2 separate regions of the Sus scrofa genome follow, and region 1 is linked to region 2. The links are chromatin contacts, called in public Hi-C maps. All regions are on one chromosome and are shown on one strand. The core of a region is the stretch at or near the end of the contact, and the rest is flanking DNA. Distances in the headings are between cores, read along the strand shown.

Region 1 (5,442 bases), core at 2,548-5,047, 110 kb before region 2:
TGCTGGGTACCCGCCAGCTCGTCCCGGAGCCACTGGTTCTCCTGACACAGCCGCCGGACCTGAGCCCGCAGCTTCTGTTTCTCTGACTCCACTGTGCTCAGGTGGTTGGCCAGGGCCAGCATCACCTAGGTGGGCACATCCTGTGAGCCTCAGGTGCTGGATGGGAGTGTTGAAGGATAGGCAGAGGGAAGCCTTTGGAGGCGGCAAGACTGCCAGGGGCCAGGAGGGAGAGTTGGGTAACCTTCGAAATATACCCTGAATCCAATTTCTCACCACCTCCAGAGCCCCCACCCCGGGCCAAGCCACCATCAGTTCCCACATGGATTATGGTAATAGCCTCCTAACTGGCCTCCCAGTTTCTGCCCTTGTTCCTTTAGAGTCTGTTCTCAACCTTGCAGCCAGATGATCCATTTATTTTTGTCTTTGTAGGGGCCACACAGGCAGCACATGGCAATTCCCAGGCTAGGGGTCGAATCAAAGCTGGAGCTGCACGGTCTACGCAGCCACAGCAAAGCCAGATTTGAGCCCTATCTGCGGCCTATACCTCGGCCTGTGGCAACTTCGGATCCTTAATCCTTTGAGTGAGGCCAGGGATCAAACCCACATCCTCATGGATACTAGCTGGGTTCTTAAATGGCTGAGCCACAACAGGAACTCCCAGATGATCCTTTTAAAATGCTGACTTAGACCACATCACTCCTCCACTCAGGACATTCCAATAGCTTCTGTCTCATTCAAGGTAAAAGGCAAGTCCTTATGATGGCCTACAGTGCCACATGCTCTGTCCCCCTCCCCCACCCCCATTACCTCTCCAACTTCGTTTTCTATTTTGCTTCCCCTCAGTCACTGCACTGGCCAGGGGGAAGCCGCACTGGCCCCTCAGTGAACTCAGGGGACGGCTCGAGGTCAGGGCCTCTGCACTTGCTGTCCATGCTCTCAAAATGCTCTTCCCCTGTTTAGTTTACTGTATGACCCAACCCCTCATCTTCAATTCTTTTTTTTTTTTTTTTGGCTTTTGTCTTTTTAGGGCCATACCCACAGCCTATAGAAGTTCCCAGGCTGGGGGTCGAATCAGAGCTACAGCTGCCGGCCTACACCACAGCCACAGCAATGCCAGATTTGAGCCGCATCTGTGACCTACACCACAGCTCACGGCAATGCTGGATCCTTAATCCACTGAGCGAGGCCAGGGATCAAACCCACAATCTCATGGTTCCCAGTCAGATTTGTTTCCACTGCGCCATGATGAGAACTCCCTCATCTTCAATTCTTTGCTCAAATGGTGCCTTTTCAGTGAGGCTTTCCCGGACCACCCCACCTAAAACTGTATCCTCTCTCCATACACCCCAATCCCCTTCCTTGCTTTATTTTTACCTTTTTATCCTTAGCAATTATCACTCTGGCACACTGAATCACTTATTTATTTGTGTATCACCTGCTTCCCCCAGCTAGACTCTAAGCTCCAAGATGGCAAAGCTTTATGGCCGTTGTGTTGAGTGATCACTCTCCCGAGCATCCAGAAGATTAGTGCCTGGCACATGGTGGAGGCTTAATACTTATTAACTGGGTGAATGAATTCAAGCATCTAGGAAAAGGGATCCCAAATGAACCCAAAACTCCATCAGACAATTCTTCTCCATCTACCTGGGGCCACTTGGCACCACCTCCTCCCCCTCACCTGGGCCTCACTCAGCCCCAGCTCGATGTTTTCCATGGATCGGCGCAGCTGCCGGGCCTTCTCGTGCACCAGCCCTTCTTCATGGCCTCCCTGCTGCAGACACTCGATGGTATGCGAGAGGCTTTGCAGCACTGCCTGGTGCTCACTGTGTAGAGCCTCCAGCCCTTGGCTCACCAGACGGGTGCTCCCCAGGATCTCCTCCTGGCTGAGCCGGTGCCCTGCAGACTCATCCCGCTGTCCCAACACCAGGCCCGACATCCTGGCCAGGGGACCGTGTCTGGGCTACAGAGAAACAACAGAGCTCAGCTGAAGTCAAAATAACAACGAGGGCTGAGCGCCCTGGTTAGAGGCTGGCAGGGGTGGTGGAGGGGGGAGTCCAAGTGAAGGAAAAGAGCAAATGGAGGGGGGGAACCCTGTGGTTTAATTGGAGAGAACAAGTGACCAGTGAGGAGGCAGCCTGCGACACTAGACACAAAACTAAGGTTGGGGGAGATAGAGAAGGAGAGGAATTGACTTGAACGAAGAAAAAGTATAGAAGGAACAGAGGTGCTGAGAAGTACCAGAGGGACTGAGCTAAGGAACAGAATGGAAAAGGAGTTGGAGACAGATTTGGGGTTAAGAAAAGGAATCAGGAGAGGAGAGACAGCCCTCTAGGGAGCACAGAGGGTGTTTGAGAGCACTGCAAAGGGAACGAGGTTAAAGCAGGCAGGAGATATGCTGAAAATAGTCAGAATTTTTTAAAAAGTGCGGGGAGAAATAGGTTTCAAATCAATGTTTAAATCAAGAAAGAGAAGGAAAAGAAAAAAAATAGGAGCCTTCATCACAGGACCCAGATGAGAGGCACCTAGAGGTGCGGGTCGCCCACAGAGCTAAGCCCAGCATCTGCAAACCTGGTCAGCCCTGCCTCTTTCCCCACATGCCTGAAACCTCAGGCCTCAGGCTGTCTGACTACTTCCTCAAAAGGGCCTTGTTTCTCATCTTTGAAGTCTTCTTACCTGTATATAACCCTTGGTTGTGGCGTTCAGGCAGGAGCCCGGAAGAAACTCTGTTCAAGCAGCCAGGGACTCAGAAGGATCTGCCCTGCCCAAAGTCCAGAAGTCCAGCGTTCCCACCCCTTCTCTCACCACTTCACAGCCTCCCGAGGACCTGGCATAGAGCCCCACCCAGGACAAACACCCTCCCTCCCCTGCCCACAGGTCTTCAAAGACGACCAAGGTCCCTCCTCCTTCCAGAAGCCAACCTCCCACCCCAAGCCTGGGAGCTATTTTCTCCCAAGAAGAGAGTGAGATCTGATCTGAGACCTGAGGCAAGGGGCGTGTCTGGGAACGGGTGAGGAGGAAGACCTGGTCACTCTTTGCCCAGTCATCTCTATGGCTTTGTCTCTATCATGATCACGTACTAACATACTAACAGGCTCTGAGAGTCAGCGTAGAGTGCCTCCCAGGTGCCCGATGATGCAGGGAAGAATGGCAGGTCCGCTGAGTGGCTGCGGGATCACAGAGGATCTCGGCGCTAGGACTTGGTCTCCCCGGCCTGGGAATGCGGTGAAGTGTCCCAGGCTGTCGACCTGCCCTGAGGCCCAGGGTGGGGAGAGAGTGCGATGGGCAGGAGAGAAGGGAGGAGGTGCGGGGTGATGACCCAGGTCCGCGTCGCGGGCGAGGAGGACCAGGGGCCGGATTATCCCGAGGTCAAGGAGTCAGTTGGTAGCGCAGGGGGCGGGGCGGACCGTCTGTCCGTCCGTCTGGACGCCGAGGGGGCGGGAAGAATCCCGGGGGGCGGAGTTTTTGAATCCGACTCGAGTTGTTTGAGACTGCTCGGAAGGGCTCATTTCTTAATCTGTCCGGGAGTGCAAGAAAGAGGTAGCAGGATCTCAACTCTCTGCCCCAAAGTACCCTTAAAGACTCACCCGCAGTCTGATGATCTGGCTACAGCTCTTGCCGGTACTGCCCCTTTAAATCCATCATGGCTGCCGCTCAAGGCAATTGTTTTGACGGCTCTGAGGGGCGGGGCCTGTTCCCCAGTCACGCGACCTATGAGCCGCCGGGGGATTGGGTCTACCTGGCACAGGGAGGAAAGGAGGTGTGTGTCCAACTTGGTCTCGGGTTCTCCGCCCGCCTCTTTTCTTTTTACGTCAGGATGGAGCGACGGCACTTGGACCAGTTAGCGTCATCCAGTAGCGCCAGGGTTCCTCGCTAAAGGTGATGGTGGTGTGCTGAACCCAACCGAGCCTGGCCAATCATGGCCCTGCGGGTATTGACCCGCGCTCTTAGCTCTCTGAGCCTGACGCCCCGGATCGCTGTCGCCCCCGGCCTAAACCTGCTCCCGGCCGTCCAGGTAATCTACCTTACCGGGAGTGAGGCTGTTTCCATTTGGCAACCGGAGATGGGGCACCAGGAGACGCGGGGGGGGGGGTGCGAGTCTGGTTAGGAGTCACGCCGGCCCGTGACCTTGGATAAGTAACTCTCAGCCTCAGCTTTCTCCTCTGTAAACGTTGCTATCTCATAGGGTCGCTGGATTCCTCAGACAAGATATTGAAGATGAAGTGCCTCACAGACAAATGTACAGCTTTCAATAATAACTTACGTTTATTGAGTGTCTCATAAGCCAAGTCAAATAAACTTTTAAATAAATGAATTCCTTTCAACCAGTTTATAAGTTATTATCATTACCGTGTTACACATGAGAAAACTGATATGTAATCCAAGCTCGTACACCAACTATTGGAGCTAGGCAGACTGGCTTATTATATATTATTATAACCATTAAGGATGAGTTAAAAGAATTAGAAAATTCAGGGCAAGATACCAAGACTAGGGGCCTAACATATGAAGAAATCACAAGATTCCTAGTGGGCTGGGCAACTGGTGAGTTACAGAAAAGAAGTTTGTCTTACCTCTCTAGACCTTTCAGACTGATGGTGGAGTTTGGCAGATGGATACTTAAAATTCAAAACCAAACCAACCTACAATGTGAAATGTTGGGACTACAGCAATGAACAAAACATAAATGGTCTCTCCCCTCCATTCACATCTGAAAAACTCAGAAACATAATGCAGTAAAATGGTCACAGGGCATTGCTGATGGTGGCACATGAATATATAGAAGTTATCAGCTCTGGAGAAGTGAGTTGTTTAGGGAAAGAAAAGTTTCTTGGAGAAGGAATGTTTTGAGCCAAATTTGGAAGAAGATGCACCAAAGGGAGAACACTCCATTGAAGAAACACTTCAGAGGTGAGAGGATCAGGGGAGAAGAGGTAATCAGCACACATATATCTAGATAAAGATTTCCCACTGGTATTTGTGCAAGCTGTGAAGGGTGGAGTTTTGGACACCTATTCTGGGACATTTCCAGGAGGAAGCTACAAGCTAAACTTTGTGCCCTCTCCCTTGGTTCTCCGAGGCTTCTCCTTTCTTTTGACTTTTTATGGCCACACCCACAGCATATGGAGGTTCCCAGGCTAGGAGTCGAATCAGAGCTGCAGCCACCAGCCTGTGCCTTAGCCACAAGGGATCCAAGCCATGTCTGCAACCTATATACCACAGATTCTTTTTTTTTTTTGTCTTTTCTAGGGCTGTACCTGCAGCATATGGAGATTCCCAGGCTAGGGGTCTAATCAGAGCTGTAGCTGCTGGCCTACACCAGAGCCACAACAATGCGGTATCCAAGCTGCATTTGCAACCCACACCACAGCTCAGGGGCATGCCGGATCCTTAACCCACTGGGTGAGGCCAGGGATCGAACCTGCAACCTGATGGTTCTTAGTC
Region 2 (4,848 bases), core at 2,097-4,596:
ATATTCAGATTTCTCCAATTGTTCCCCAAATGTCTTTTATGGCTGTTTTATTACTTGATTTCATATGTTGTTCCAACACCAGCTCTCTATTCCTACCAAGTTAATTTGCTCCATCCCCCCCAGAGGCCTGTTTCCACTGTTTTTGTACATTCATTCTCTCATTTCCTCATACCCTTCCTCAAACAGTTATTAGGCAATTCCTATGTGTCAGGCACTGCCTGGGCATAGAGAGCTAAAAACAAGGTCCCTCCCTTCCAGATACTCAGTCTAATGGAGCAGAAAGAAGTGTAAACAATTAATGTTACATAAGGAGTGCTACCAGGGCAAGTGCATAGTACCTAAGGCCTTAGCAAAGTGCCTGATGCCCTCTAGGGGTTTTGGGGGGTTGTCTGCCCATGCTCCCAGCCACACCTGAAAAGCCTCCTCCTCCAGGAAGCCCTTCCGGATGAATCCCACTCACTCTTGATTTAATTCAGAGACTCTATAGGATACAAGCTCTCACTAAGGGCTGGGTCATCTTGCGTGTCTCTCCAATTAAATGCCAAAGTGAGGATCACAAACTGGATTTTTTTCTCTATTCCTCTAGTCTGGGACTTTGTATGTGTTGGGTACTTGCTAACTATTGCTCAGAGAGGCTGTGCTTGTGGTCAGGCAGCTTCTGATATCTCCGAATGGCATGTGGTCTGCAAGCTAAATGCCATCAGTGTTGTTATAACAGCAAAAGCAGAGTTGGGCAGAAAACTGACCTACCACCAAAACCAATATATGCCCTGCAGGCTTGCTTGGTGAAGTTTTATAACATGCCAGCATAAGAGATGGCTTGGAGAACTTGGAACATACGAAAATTCCATAATGTAAGCCAGTGATCTCAGAGTCTGCAATGAAGTGGGGGTGTCTCACCTCCCTGGCTCTCCAACCAGGACCATCTAGGCTCCCTCCTCTCCTCTGTCCTGTACTTTGTGCAAGCTCATCATTCTTCTGGCTCCTGGGCCCCTCCTCCCACGCCCTCAATATGTAGTATTCCAAGCAGGGGGCGGGGTTGGAACCCACCAACCCATCTCTCTTATATCCACAACCACAACCTTGCTTCCCAACTCTTGCAAATCTTACCTCTTCAAGACCCCCTCTGCAGAACCCACCCAGAACCAGACTTGGAGGAGACTCATGGCACAGACCCCAGATCCTCATGGATCCTCATGGATCCTCATGGATCAACCACCTGCTTTTTTCTGGGCCGGTCCTCCTTTCTCTTTGCCAAGGCCTCTTCCACTCAGGCTCCTGAGCCAGGAGGCAAGCTTTGTGGGCCAGACAGTCAGCATTTAATAACAAAGGTGAAACAGTGATAAATAAAGTAAATATACACTATTAAGATGAGCCTAAGGGTTGGAGTTTGCCAAGCCATCCTGTGACTTGAAAATCCCTTTTAAACGATTCTTTATCAATTACCTACAAAATCAGCTCAGACTACAATGATCTAAAGATCTTTGACGGAGTTTCCCTCGTGACTCAGCAGTTAATGAACCCGACTAGTATCCATGAGGATATGGGTTCAATCCTTGGCCCCTCTCAGTGGGTTAGGGATCTGGCATTGCCATGAGCTGTGGTATAGGTGGCAGATGAGGCTTGGCTCTGGCGTTGCTGTGGCTGTGGCGTAGTTGGGTGGCATCAGCTCTGATTGGACCCCTAGCCTGGCAACTTCCATATGCCGCAGGTGCAGCCCTAAAAATGACAAAAAAAAAAAAAAAAAAGATCTTTGCCAACTCTATGCTTCTATGAGTCTCCTAAGGAAAAGAAATGTGAGCTTCCTCTGCTATGTATGAAAATGAGAAGCAGTAAGAGCTCTGTGCTATCAGTATAAGATAGAAAATAAGAAGGGGAAGTGAAATCCCCAAAGACACTGGTTATAGCTACAGGAAGAGTGAAAGGAAGGCACCATAACCCTCTGACTGTCTATTTAAGGGAGTGAGGGAGAAAGTACAGGCTAGAACCCACACTGGGAAGACTACCAGTGAGCTCAGCTCATCTCTGAAGCATCTCACCTTTCATCTCTCCAATGAAAGCATTATGCCTTTCAAACCACCCCCATTCGAGTGCTTAGGGAACATCTGGCTGGCTGCAGGCTTTGAATTAAGATGCAAAACATTTACAGCCGACGTTCAGGGGTGCGGGGGCTGGAGTTGGTGGAGGGAGATGGAAGGAGTATCTGTAAAGGTCTGAGGAGTAAACTGAGAAATGGAGGGGTGGGGGGAAGGTAGACCCTTCACAGTCCTGGATTGTGTGCTGACGCTCTTTGCTGTCTCTCTCAAGTGCCACACCTTCACCCCTCTGTCTTTGGGAGTCATACTTTTTCCATATTCCTAAAATCTTCCTCCCTAAGTTCCCCCAGGCTTCAGACCCTCCTCCTTCCTGCACCTACACCCACAGTACCCCCACCCCTGTTTATTCATACTTATTCCAAATACATTTATTGGATGCCTACCAGGCACTGTGTGAACAGGTATCTGAGAGAGGTCCCTGCCCCGGCAGGAGCTGACAGCAAGTCGGGGAGACGGCCAATGACACAAAGCTTGCGATGAGGGCACAGAGGGGGCGTCTCAAGCTCTTTCCTCCCCAAGACTAGTCATACGGATCTTTTCAGTTCCTCAAACTTGTCCTTTGCTTGCAAGACCCTGCATCTGTGGTTTCCTGAGTGGGACCCTCTCTTCACTTCTCACCCGGCTAACTCCTAATCATTCGGGGCTTCCTGACGAAGCCTTTCCCCCCATTTCTAGTCTAGATTAGCTGCTCCTCACCCAGCCGCCAAAGTCCTGTGCCTCCTCCATCAGGGCATTTACTAACCCGATTATAACTGCTTGTTTTCACCGATTTCTGAGCTCCAGGTGCACCAAGATCTGATCTCTCGCCCGCCTCTCTGTCCCCAGAGCTCAGCACAGTGCCAGACACACATCAGGTTCTTGCACTGGAGACTCGCTCCAGAGCCCAGGACCTTCTCCGCAAGCCCCGCCCCCCCAGCTGGATACTCCCCGCGGGCCCCGCCCCCTCACCTTCGCATTTGCTTGGCAGTCGAACCCAGTCTGTCTCCTCTGCTCGGGCCTCCCTCGGGCCCAGCTCCGGGGCGGGCAGTAGCAGCAGCAGCAACAGTAGCAGGGGAAGAAGCAGAAGACAGCGGGGCCGAGGCCGGAGCCGAGGCCGGGACGTGGGCTCAGGTAATGGTTCCATGGCCCAGCCGGACCCGACCTGAGCGGACCGGGCTGCACCTCCTCCCGCTGCGCGCGCTGGGCAGCTTCCCGGAGCCGCTTCCGGGACTGCACACGTGCCTCGGCGTAACCAGGAAAACGGCGAGCACCCCCCTCCCCGCCCCCCCAGGCAGCTCCCTCCTCTGGCCGTCTCGGCCGGCCCCCAGAGCCGACCGGGGCCTGCGGTCTACGCAGCCAATGGACTTTTTGGGGTTTGTCTTCTAGCGAATGGGAGGACGATCTTTTTTCGACCTCCGCCAATGAAATAGCGGATAGTGTCCTCAGTGACCTATGGCAACATCTTTTCCCACCCCTTAACAGAGGCTCTGGGAGGGACAGGAGGACTAGGGCTGCGGGAGAGGGAAGAAGGCTCTGGTCCTGGAAGGTGTCTTCACTGCCTTCTCCGCCTCCTTGCGCGTCACTCCCCGCCCCACCACGGTTATAATGCAGCCAGCCCTTACTGAGCACCTGCTTTTTAATTTTGCTGTGGTAGTGGTAGTGGTGATGGTAATTGCCAGTCACTCTAGTAGATGCTGTGGATGAGACCAGGACGATTCAGTCCCCAGTCTTCAAGCAGCTTTCTTAGTGCCCAGTAACTCTAGATTTGTCCCAGGGAGAACTAGAACAAGTCACTCAGAGCCTCAGCTTTTGTCTGTGTTATGACACAGTGATCCTCCTAGCTGCTGTTCGAGCTTTGTTCTCTGGGAAGCTTGAACAGGTTAATAGAATTAAAGCTTATGGAGCAGATTGTAAAAAGTTTATGCATTGATTTTCTTTTTAGTGTATAACCTCTCCTGATTTTCTGCCCTATTATTTATTTCTTTGGATTCTGAGCTCCCAGAAGGACTAATGAACAGTTGTATTTCCCTTCCACCTCCCCTGCACCAGGACGCCTGGTACCGCAATTGCTCAATGAAACCCCCTTCTCCTGTGCCATCAAGAGCAGGACTCTGGGTCTTTGGGGCTGCTTCTGGCTGCCCCTGCTCAGTGTTCTATAACAGCCCAAATCTGCTTCTCTTGCAGGTTGTCTGCAAATTCCATTTTTGTCCATAAGCCCCTGTTCCCCAGCACTTCAAGTTTCCTTCCTGGAGGTTGGATATTTATGCTATTTTATAAAGACTTGAAAGGACTGGTACTCAGCCCATTGACTTGTTGTTTCCTGATTTTAGCTTCTTGCTCAAAACAGTTGTGTGGGTGATAAGGCCCTCTGGATAGGTAGGAGCTGTGATGTGTAGAATTCCACAATAGATCAGGACGCAGAGGATCAGGACACCCTCCTGAGGTCCTCCATCCTCTCTAGGCTTCCTAAGACTTAGGAAGGCTCAGAGTCTGGCCAGGAACCCTCCTGGGAAATAATGTTAAGCCATCCATAGTGGGCATTCCTGCTGAGTCTGGGGCAGGCCAGGATTAGGGGAATGGGGGCAACTTGGGGAGGAGCCCTGAAGGTAAGGGACACCTGCTTCCAGAATAAACAAACAGGACTCTGAGAAGATATTAATTGAGGCACAAATTAGTTTGGCAGGAGCCCTGGGCTCAGCATCTGGGCTAAGAGCCGGGAAGGCACAGTGGTTGGAGAAAGTCTGGGGTTTGGGTGGACATGCCCCTTCCCCAC

The links. Hi-C and Micro-C count contacts between places; a contact is called where the count stands out from the background.
Region 1: a contact with region 2 is called in a Hi-C map of liver, with 3 times the contacts expected there. The contact joins the promoter of MRPL2 here to the promoter of CNPY3 in region 2. A contact is called at or near these places in 2 of 5 promoter capture datasets (fetal liver and liver), 4 of 47 Hi-C or Micro-C datasets (heart right ventricle and liver) and 1 of 2 datasets of contacts at active chromatin or transcription factors (alveolar macrophages).

The regions. Positions count from the first base shown.
Region 1 is chr7:38,119,023-38,124,464 of Sscrofa11.1, reverse strand. MRPL2 (mitochondrial ribosomal protein L2) reads left to right here and starts at 3,797. Exons shown (of 7, transcript NM_001185067.1): 1 at 3,797-4,012. The coding sequence starts at 3,917. KLC4 (kinesin light chain 4) reads right to left here and starts at 3,791. Exons shown (of 16, transcript XM_001929222.4): 1 at 3,585-3,791; 2 at 1,679-1,960; 3 at 1-125. The coding sequence starts at 1,936.
Region 2 is chr7:38,013,292-38,018,139 of Sscrofa11.1, reverse strand. It overlaps CNPY3 (canopy FGF signaling regulator 3), which reads right to left and starts at 3,346. Exons shown (of 6, transcript NM_001110428.1): 1 at 3,045-3,346. The coding sequence starts at 3,219.